2 separate regions of the Mus musculus genome follow, and region 2 is linked to region 1. Evidence: chromatin contacts called from public promoter capture Hi-C data. All regions are on one chromosome and are shown on one strand. The core of a region is the stretch at or near the end of the contact, and the rest is flanking DNA. Distances in the headings are between cores, read along the strand shown.

Evidence for each region. Promoter capture Hi-C pulls out the DNA fragments that hold promoters and counts their contacts.
Region 2: a promoter capture Hi-C map of 3T3-L1-derived adipocytes shows a contact between it and region 1, with 3 times the contacts expected there. The contact joins the enhancer-like site here to the promoter of Col3a1 in region 1. A contact is called at or near these places in 6 of 39 promoter capture datasets (the 3T3-L1 cell line, 3T3-L1-derived adipocytes, the HPC-7 cell line and 2 more), 3 of 484 Hi-C or Micro-C datasets (3T3-L1-derived adipocytes, the HL-1 cell line and the HPC-7 cell line) and 1 of 9 other capture datasets (adipose tissue).

Annotation. Positions count from the first base shown.
Region 1 is chr1:45,309,672-45,314,566 of GRCm38.p6, forward strand. It overlaps Col3a1 (collagen, type III, alpha 1), which reads left to right and starts at 1,867. Exons shown (of 51, transcript NM_009930.2): 1 at 1,867-2,161. The coding sequence starts at 2,077.
Region 2 is chr1:45,428,400-45,433,512 of GRCm38.p6, forward strand. Col5a2 (collagen, type V, alpha 2) reads right to left here. Exons shown (of 54, transcript NM_007737.2): 7 at 1,499-1,609. Among named protein-coding and RNA genes, the nearest start is that of Col5a2, 72 kb to the right of the region's middle. Within about 2 kb of position 2,207, at least 16 of the 459 cell types and tissues checked have an H3K27ac peak or open chromatin away from gene starts, as enhancers often do. A contact at or near this core is called in adipose tissue, where this site is marked.

The DNA.
Region 1 (4,895 bases), core at 617-3,116:
CAGGTCTCCCCCAAAGCCTTAAAATGGAACAATGCCTAGATCTGCAAAAACATCAGCCATATGTCTGTAGTGAGTATATCAATCAGGAATCTTTTTCTTATGCAAAAATGCTACTTTAAGAAGTTTTATAAACTTAAAGAATGTGACAGGAATTATGCATAGCGTTGATGAAATAGTGCATACAAAATTTTTAATTAGTACAAAGTAGCATTACGTTTTTTCACTCAGAAAAATAATTCTACTGACAATTTTCAATAAATCTCAATGTTTGCATTTTCCATTTAGAGTAAAGAGAGATGTACTTATATGTATTAGCACTGGTTTTTGTATACTGCAAATATATGAAAAACTTATGTTTCTAACATGGTTTGAACAGACAAAAACTTTGAGGTAAAGGATGAAGACTATTAATAGAAAGACACATACATGTCGGTCCTCAATTTCTTCACTTTAACCCGAGCCCAGCCAATCTCAGAAGTTCTATTCCCTGCCTCTTCTGGCAGCTCTTCTCCAATCTGAAATCAGAAGATGCACAGGGGGTGGATTTTTGTCCTATTTTATTGCTTCTTGTCGCCAAAAGACATCACTTTTCTTCCTTGAACATCTCAGTGTGGGCTCTCTGTGAGCAGGGACACATGGAGGAAGACATAGCATTATCCATGCTTATAGCATTGATGTCTATAAAAACAGATTTTTAAAAATAGTATTATATATTAGGAAAGAGAAAATTATATATAAAAAATAATTCTAAATGAGATGGTTTTCCTAAAGAGGGAAGTTTTGAGCTGGATCATTAAGAAATAACATGAATTGATATAATGGGGTAAATTTTTAAGTGTGCATGCACAAAAAGGGAATATTTCTATGAGGTTAAGACTAAAGAAATAAATGCACATGGCCATGATTAGGATCAAAATGCCCACGATTGATTTTTAAAGATAAATGAAGGAATAAGGAAGTGAAGGATAGGGTATCAAGATATAAGTTGGTCATCATAATAAGGGTAACAAGTACATTTTTTCTACAGAGATTTAATCAGAGATATAGTGGTATTTATTCCTCAACTAGATCTAGAAATACATAGAAAACTCTTCAGATGAGGTCTTGGAACAGAAACATAGAAAATACTGATGTAGACATATTTGTAGTAATTATTACATTAGAAATTAGAAATTCTATTCCACACTTTGAACTTTCTCTTTTGTAGTTTCTTACAAGGACAAGACTTGAAAAGTTTGATTGCTTTTTTTTCTCTTTAGTAATGCCTGTTCTGATTTCTTTAGTAACACATAAACTGGAAATTTTACAAGGAAGCAGTCAGGGTTGCTAAAGAAATTCGTGAGAAATAGAGCAAGGGGAACAGTAACAGATAAGAGTCTCAATATCTCTTCAAACATAGCTCAAAGACAGTTTTGTGACAATTGCCTCCAGTCTAACATTTGGAATGCAGAGTGGGTGGTGAGTTCAGGGCCTTCAGAGGATTTTCCTTTATAGTCTCTTACAGTTTCCTGTTAAAATTGAGTCAGGATGGACTCTGGCAAAACTCAAAGTATCAGAGTCTTCTAGAAAGATAAAATTTACAAAATGACCATGCCGGAGAATGGGAGTCAAAACACTTTTTCAAATTCAGACAGTTTTTACTGTTTCAGAGGGAAATTTAAAAACACACAAACAATTGTTGTAGGCTATCACAAAGCACATTCCTATGTGTTTCTGTCATGCAAATATGTATTTAAGACTAATGCATGTTATAAACATATGCATAGGCTGATGTACACATGCTCCAGATGTGCTGTTTCTGTGTCTGTGGGTTGTGTCCTCTACACACAGGGAAAAATATATTAATCATTGCTTTTACTGCTGAGGGGATGGGTTCTGCTCTCATATTTCAGAAAGGGGCTGGAAAGTGAGGGAAGCCAAACTTTTTCCTATTTAAGGCCAGAGCAGAGGGAAGCGAGCGGCTGAGTTTTATGACGGGCCCGGTGCTGAAGGGCAGGGACAACTGATGGTGCTACTCTGAGCTGCTTCTTCCTCTCTCCTCTTTTGCACAAAGAGTCTCATGTCTGATATTTAGACATGATGAGCTTTGTGCAAAGTGGAACCTGGTTTCTTCTCACCCTTCTTCATCCCACTCTTATTTTGGCACAGCAGTCCAACGTAGGTAAGTAGGTACCGATTTGAACAGGCTTTCTGGGTTAATTTTGCCTTAACTTCTTACAAAGGGTAAGATAGTGGGAAAATCAGCCTCCTAAGAATTTCCTGTCTAGCCTCTGACTGTGGAATGTTTTGTTAACCTTAATTTTGTTTTCTATATTTGATTTTTTTAAAAGTTAATGTACATGTATAATATTCTCTAGTTGTTTAAGGTAAAAACTGTTCTTAAATTAACTTGATTTCATGTTCACCTTTTAAAAAATGTTTTAAAGTACTCCCCTCCTGCATTGTGAACATCTTGGCATGCTCCCAGGCCATCTGGAATTTATTGGTCTCTTGTAATAATTTCATGTTCTCCTTTGTACACTGCTCTCTTTACAAAGATAGGATATTTAGCCATGTTTTTCAAAAGAATGCACTAGAAATGTCTCTGAAATGAATAACCCTTAAGAAGATACTAGAAAATAAATAGAATCCCTTATGTATTTCTGTAAAACTATAAATGTGGACTATCTATGGACCTTCCAGAAATGAGCCCAGGCTGCAAAAACGTGTCATTGTTTCTGTTTTTATTGCATTCCATGATTGCACACATTCAATGTGCTCAGAGTTTGCCAAAAGTTGTTTTATGTTCTGTTTAGCTGGATTTCCATTACTGAAGATAACATAATTTAACAGGAATATTTTTGCTTTCCTCCAAACAAGGTAAAGATACAAGTTTTGCTCAAAAAGGCAGACTTGAAATAGTTTTGGTAGCCAAATGTAATGATCTTTATTTTCTTGTGCCCCAAATTAAAAGCAACTGTCTCATTATTTACTTAAATACTTTTAAAAATGCATATGTTCCTTGTCATCATGAAAATTTGGGGTGCACACTTTTTTCAAAATAATTGTGTTGATGTAAATCTTATCTGTGGCTAAAAGAAGTTGCTAGCAGTTCTTTTCATACATAATCAAACACGTTGGTATTTAAACCTTTAGTTTTAGCAAATGCTTCATGAGCATTCGTTTTTCCACTGTGTGCAGTGTCTTCACTAGTTTCAGAAGTTATCTATGCAAGAGTAAGGGAAGGAGACACTTTATATTTCTGTATGTTCAGTCCACAGATACACAGAGAAGGAGCTCCCAGATTGCTTGTTTCTTAATTCTGTTCCCCTTAACCCACCCTTCCATCCCCCTCCATCTTTCCCCCCTCCTTATCTCTCCACCCCTTTTGGCTCCTTAGGAACTCCCCTCCCAATTTTCCTTCCTCACTCATCACCCCTCCCCCATCCTAGGCTTATCCACCTCCCTCCCCCCACCCCAGTCCTCACCCCTCCCTGTTCTCAGTGACTCACTCTCTGCTTCCCATCTTTATTTTCATCCTCTCTCCTCCCCAGCTCATCTTACATTTTCTTTTCTTTGGATAGTCAATTCCTTTTTAGCTTTCTTTTTTCACTTTCTCTTCACATCCTGCCCTCCTGGAAGATGAAACAACCCCAAGCCTTCCCTATTAATAGGAGACATGATCCAAAGAAATGTTAATTCCTTAGCAGCCCAAACTTTTATTCTGAAATCTAGATGAAGAATCATAGAATCTTAATTTTTTTTAAAGAAAGAAAGACAGACAGAAAGAAAGACAGACAGACAGACAGAAAGGAAGGAAGGAAGGAAGGAAGGAAGGAAGGAAGGAAGGAAGAAAGAAAGGAAGGAAGGAAGGAAGAAAGGAAGGAAGGAAGAAACCTATGTCTTTGGGACATTAATTAAAATATCAACATAGTATCTATAGTTTCTTAACAGTTAAAGTAATATGAGAAATACTATAGGAACAGTGGGTGTGTTTCTTCCCAATCTAACTCCAGTAAGAAGAGAAACATGTTTGGTTCTCACCATCTTAACATCATCCTAAGCTCATTTGCTTCCACCTTTGGGCTATGGTCTTTAAAACTCCAAGAAGGATAAAAAGGATTTAAGATCATATATTTCACATTCCTTGCAGGTTTTTAGTGAAAATCCTACTGAATGATTAACTTTGAGGAGATTTCAGTAAGTAGCAGACATTCAGCACACTGGGAACACTCAGAGAACTCTAAAGGGGTTATCTCCTATGTTCTCCAGAAATCCTAGAAGTCGTACAGAATTGCTAGACACTAACTTCTGGGAGTTTTCTGGAATATGAAACATGTCTCCACAAAGAATTCTTGTCTCTTTACAAATCTGTGCAAGTCTTACTTTATTCATGCCTTTTATTTCAGCTACGGAAAAAACGTGGTCTGTTTTATATTTCCTGTGGTTTTTAAGCATGCTGGATTTTTAAGTGCTAAACCATGCCACCTAGTGGCTAACAAAGACACCATTTCCATAACCATCGCCAACATGACTCTTGCACCACAGGATCCTCATATGTGTGTGTGTGTGTGTGTGTGTGTGTGTGTGTGTGTGTGTGTGTGTGTGTGTGTGTGTGCGTGCGTGCGCGCACGCGTGTCCGTGGGGGGGGGGGAGACAGAGAGAGAGAGAGAGAGAGTTTTAAAAACTAAACATTCCTTTTATAAGTAAAATAATTAGATAATGAAATGTTACCAGACATAAGAATACACAAACAAACTGGTAATATATTGTGAGACTTTTGGAAATGAATGTCAAAATAATAGACAGTTTCCAGCCAGGCATGGTGACACAGACCTTCATTCCCAGCTACTTGGGAGGCTGAGTGTAGATGAATACAAGTCCAAAGTCTTCCTGAGTTCAATGTGAGTGTCTGA
Region 2 (5,113 bases), core at 957-3,456, 120 kb after region 1:
TGAGGGAGAGGATGGGAAGGGGAATAGGGGTGGTTTCAGGATCAGGTGTGGGGAAGGACAGGAAAGAAGGCCAGATGACCAGAAGAATGAATGAAAATCTGAAACTCATAGGGGTAGGGGAGCATCTCAAAAATAAATAAATATAAAAAAAATAAAATCTTAGTTCCCAGTGTAATGTTTACAAGTAGACTGTTGGGAAGTAACTTGTCTATGGAATTGCCTGATCAATGACTCCATCCACTGATGAGAGATTTAGAAACACAAATGAGGTCTAGCTGAATAAAATTAGTCACTGGGGGCATGTTCTTGAGACCTATGTCTTTTCCAAAACCTTTTCCTTTATTTGTCTTCTCTCCTGGCCAGGGAGAAGGGGAGTATTTAATCTCCCCACATTAGTCCATAATGCTCTGCCCCAGCAGAGACTTAGAAACAATGGAGCAAGCAACCATGGATGGAAACTTCTCACACTGTGAACTAAAACAAATCCTTTATTGTTTAAACTGTTTCTTGTCAGCATTTGTCATGATGACAAAAAGGTCTGCCCCAAGAGTCTGTACAACTTCCTGCTCTTTCCATCATCATAGACATGCATCCTCTCCCAGAGGATTGATTTTGTCAGTGTTTTTGTAGTCTGGGAAACAGCAGGACAGAAATGTATGTTCTTTAGTTCATTGTGTGGACAGTGCCTTGGTCAACCAGAAAAAAACAAACAAACAAAAAAACAAAAAAACCCAAATGTCAGAGACCATCCCATGAGAAAGTGAGCCCTTCACAATCTCCCTAACAGGCCAAATGGCCTTGTGCTAGGAGCTGGTTATCACCCCCTTCCCCCCTATTCCCTTCCTGGAACCTGAGGCTGTAAAAGCTGAATTATAGTCCCCTCTTCCCTATCTCTTCCTGAACTCCCATGACATCCAAGGACATGAGTTACGCCTGAGCCTGGCCTGACACCCAAGGCTGTCAAGGAGGATCTATGTTCCAGAGATAAGATGCAGAGTGCCCTCTGCCTGGCGCCTGACTTCGGCCCCCATGTCAGCAGATGCCCACTTCTTTGTTCTTTGTAAAATTCCCCCTCGACCCCTCCCCTATTCCCCATGATGTATGCTTTAAAAGGAAGGCACCTCAGCATAATAAACGAGACCTTGATAGGTACCATCTTCTTGGTCTCCTGTTTCTCTTTCTCTTCCTCCCATTTCCTTCCAGGTTTGCGTTCCCCCTTGCACCCACAAATAACTGAATCCCGTGGGATGGGATACCCAAAGGTTTGGAATAAAAGCAAATAGTTTGATACAAGCCTTCAGAAAATAACACTTTGTGTTTTTCCAACAATCTATCATGGATTTATCAGTTTCACTGTTGTTCATAGGAGGTCCACATTTACTATACAGGTTTTGGAGTAAGCCATCAACCTCTGAACTGATACAGTCTAATAACATAAGAATGAATTAATGACTTTCATGTAACCTAGTTGTTACACTAACCAGAACACACAACTCACCCTGCTCATGCCATCAGGTCCTGGGTGAGAGGGGTGCCCAGGAGGCCCTGGAGCACCTGGCTGACCAGGCACACCTGGCTCTCCATCAATTCCCTGAGGACCACGAGGACCCTAGAAAAGAAAACCAGCTGTCATTAGAACCATCTTAAAATGTGTCCGTAGAAAGCTAAAAGCAGTTTTAGATAGCAGTCATGATAATTACAAACAGACAATCTAAACACTGTCAGTGTCAACACAGTCCAGCACTTCTGCTATGGAAATGTAGTCTTGGTAAGAATTGTACTTGATGTATGAAATCTTAGAATAATCAGAAAATCACTTCACTTTAGCAGCATTTAGAATGAGCTTTGTTTGGTGAGATTTTGATGCTTATGTGAATTTTAAAAACAGGTTCTAAATTCACTCGTCTGTCTTGTTACAACATGTTATAGTTAACTAGAAAGAGCCTGCTTAACCCGAGTCCACCCTATCTTATCCAAAAGTATAAAAGACCTCAGTAGAGTTTTTTGGTCTATTTCATCTTCCAAAGTACACAAGACTTGCAGAATATCTGGTGCATGGTTGTTCTCCAACATTGTGGATAACATTTGCCCATTTCACTCTTCTATACTTTAAGTCTGGCACATTTTATTTTCCTTCTCACCCAAGTGGTCAACCAGACCAACGAGAATTCAGAGGCAAGGCACTGTGATCCAGCAGAGTCTAGTTCTCAGAGGAGTGATCACTAAGCCATGCTGCCAAGCCCCGCCCTCCTCCTAACCCACATTCTGAGGACAGCTTGGGAAATAGCCAAGTCCTCAAGTCTGAAAAAGCTACATCTCCCAGCTTCATCATTCACATCAGACATGTGAATGTGTGCATGCATGTGTGTGTGTGTGTGTGTCTGTGTGTTAATCTTAAAAGTCTTAATAAGTTCCGATAAGAAAGAGAAGAACACATTAGTCACCAGATAATTTCACTTTTATCACTAAACATGGAGTTTAAGTAAAGTGGTATGCTGCTGTTAAAAAATAACGGAAGCTTCTAATTCTTAGTCAAGAGGGTAGCTCTTCTTGGCCCACAGTTAGGACCAATAATGCAGCAATATTAACAAGCTGAAGCAGCTGGTTAACCATACTTTGCTATATTCAAGAATCCATGTCTTTCAGTATTGGGCCAAAAAAAAAAAAAAAAAGCCATTTATGCCTTTGTATTTAGGTAGAAAAGTCAGTCTAGAAAATTCAAAACTTCTTGAAAAATATTTCTACATTTAAAAAATCAACCTCCTTCTTGCCCCTAAACTACTGGCAATTCGCTAAGCTCTTTCTTTAGGCATGAGCAAGCTGATTCCAGCTTTTGAGTCAGGCTCCTGGATCACACAGTGTGTAGACACCTTTTACCTCTACACCAGAACACTGGAGAAGTACTTGAGCTTATTCATGGTTCTCACTGCCCCCCAATTAAACTATTAAATGATAACTGTTATTATATACAAAAAAGGTAACAAAAATAAAATGTTGGGGCTGGTGAGATGGCTCAGTGGGTAAGAGCACCCAACTGCTCTTCCGAAGGTCCAGAGTTCAAATCCCAGCAACCACATGGTGGCTCACAACCATCTGTAACGAAATCTGACGCCCTCTTCTGGTGTGTCTGAAGACAGCTACAGTGTACTTACATATAATAAATAAAATAAATCTTAAAAAAATAAAATAAAATAAAATGTTAACTCCAAAAACAGTTCCAAAAAACAGAAAAAAAATATTTATTTTTTTATGTGAACCAAAAGAGATCTGGTTAGTTTAACTCTCTAAACTGCTAATGTATTCGTTGGTTAAGATGGATCAGATACCAAGCTGGGTCTGATTTGGACTCTTCTCTAGTCTCCTGGAATCGCCTTTAAATATCCATTGTGTTTTGGTCTAGCACAATTTGAGATTTAAATTAATAAACATTTATGAAATTTTTCTAAAACAAAATGAAATTTAATGAGAATAAGAAAAACATTATGTAGACATTTTGCTGATGAAAATAAAAATAAACTATAATTGGGGATACATTAAAATACATTTCATATTTCCAATTAAAGTTAGTCATATAAATTTTGTGTTGGGGAAGGAAATGTTCTGTGTATCATCATTTTTCTTCCATCCCCCAGAATACTCTCAGGCAGCACTCTGCATAAAAGTACTTGTGGATGGCCACTAGGTGGCAAACTTTAAACGTTCACATGAAGAAAAGCTGCACACTCCACAAGAACTTTGTACCTCCTGCGGGTTAGCAGTTTGATTGCACAAAGTCCTGCACACGTAACCACTCACATGGGTACATTATGGAATGTTACAGCTGCAATAATTGGTGCATGTTTCACTGCACAGGTGACTCCTTAGGTGTCACATGCAATTTGTACTTAACATATGATTGAATGTTCATCTCCAGATAAATGACGAGTTTGTCAACATGAAGTAACCTGGATAATAATGTACTCTAGACTAAAAACCTTTGAGTGTGAAGCAATTTGAATAATACACTCTAAACCAGGGACTTTTGATGACAGAATCATGGTGGTCACTGGCTTCATGAGTTTCTATCTAATTACTACTACTCAATCCAGTACAATTTTGCCTAGATTTGGCAGCATCAATTCATTTTTATTTGCAACAATTAGAAGAGAAATGAGGGTTGCTACTGGCATCTGGTAGGTAGAACTGACAACAATCCCACAACATATAAGGAGTTATCTGGTTCAAGGCTTTTATAGTGTTAAAGTTGAGAAACCACATTACATGATGTAAATGATTTGTATTGTTTGATAGTACTAGAAACTGGAATTATTTTTATACCACTCCTTATTGTGACAGTAAAGACCTCAATCCAGCAAATATATCCAAGGAGGATTGTGTTATGAATCAAAATCTTCTACCTATCAGTATTCTGTGATATGCTTGTAGCTAGAAATTAGTGATGGTATTTATACCAAGATAATCAGCAAAAACTACAAATCACATATATTACCACTGCTCAGACTATCAGAGGAATGTATTCATACAAGAAGGGGGGTAGGAATGATTGTAGAAGCCAGAGGGATGAAGGACACCAGTAGAACAGAGTCTACAGAATCAACTAAACAGGGCTCACAAGGGTTCAAAGAATCTAAAGATTTTATTTGTCTTATAAATATGATGAGTGCACTGTAGTTATCTTCAGATACACCGGAAGAAGGAATCAGATTCCATTACAGATAGTTGTGAGCCAACATGTAGTTGCTGGGATTTGAACTCAGGATCTCTGGAAGAGCAGTCAGTGCTCTTAATCCCTGAACCATCTCTCTAGCCCAGGCTCAAAGAATCTAAAAGCAGCAACCACAAGGCCTTAATGAGGCATCTGCATACATGCTGTGGTTGTTTAACTGGGGTTTTTCTGTTGTTATTGGACTCCTAACAGTGAGAGTGAGAGCATCTGACTCTTTTACCTGATTGTGGGGAAAAATCTTCTACCAGGTTGCATTATACAGCCATGGTCTGAGGGGTTATGCCTAGTCTTATTGCATTTGTTACTCTGTGTTCAGTTGATATCACTGGGAAGCCTGCTCTTTTCTCAAAGAAACAGAGAAGTATATTTGGGGAGAGTTGGAAAGAG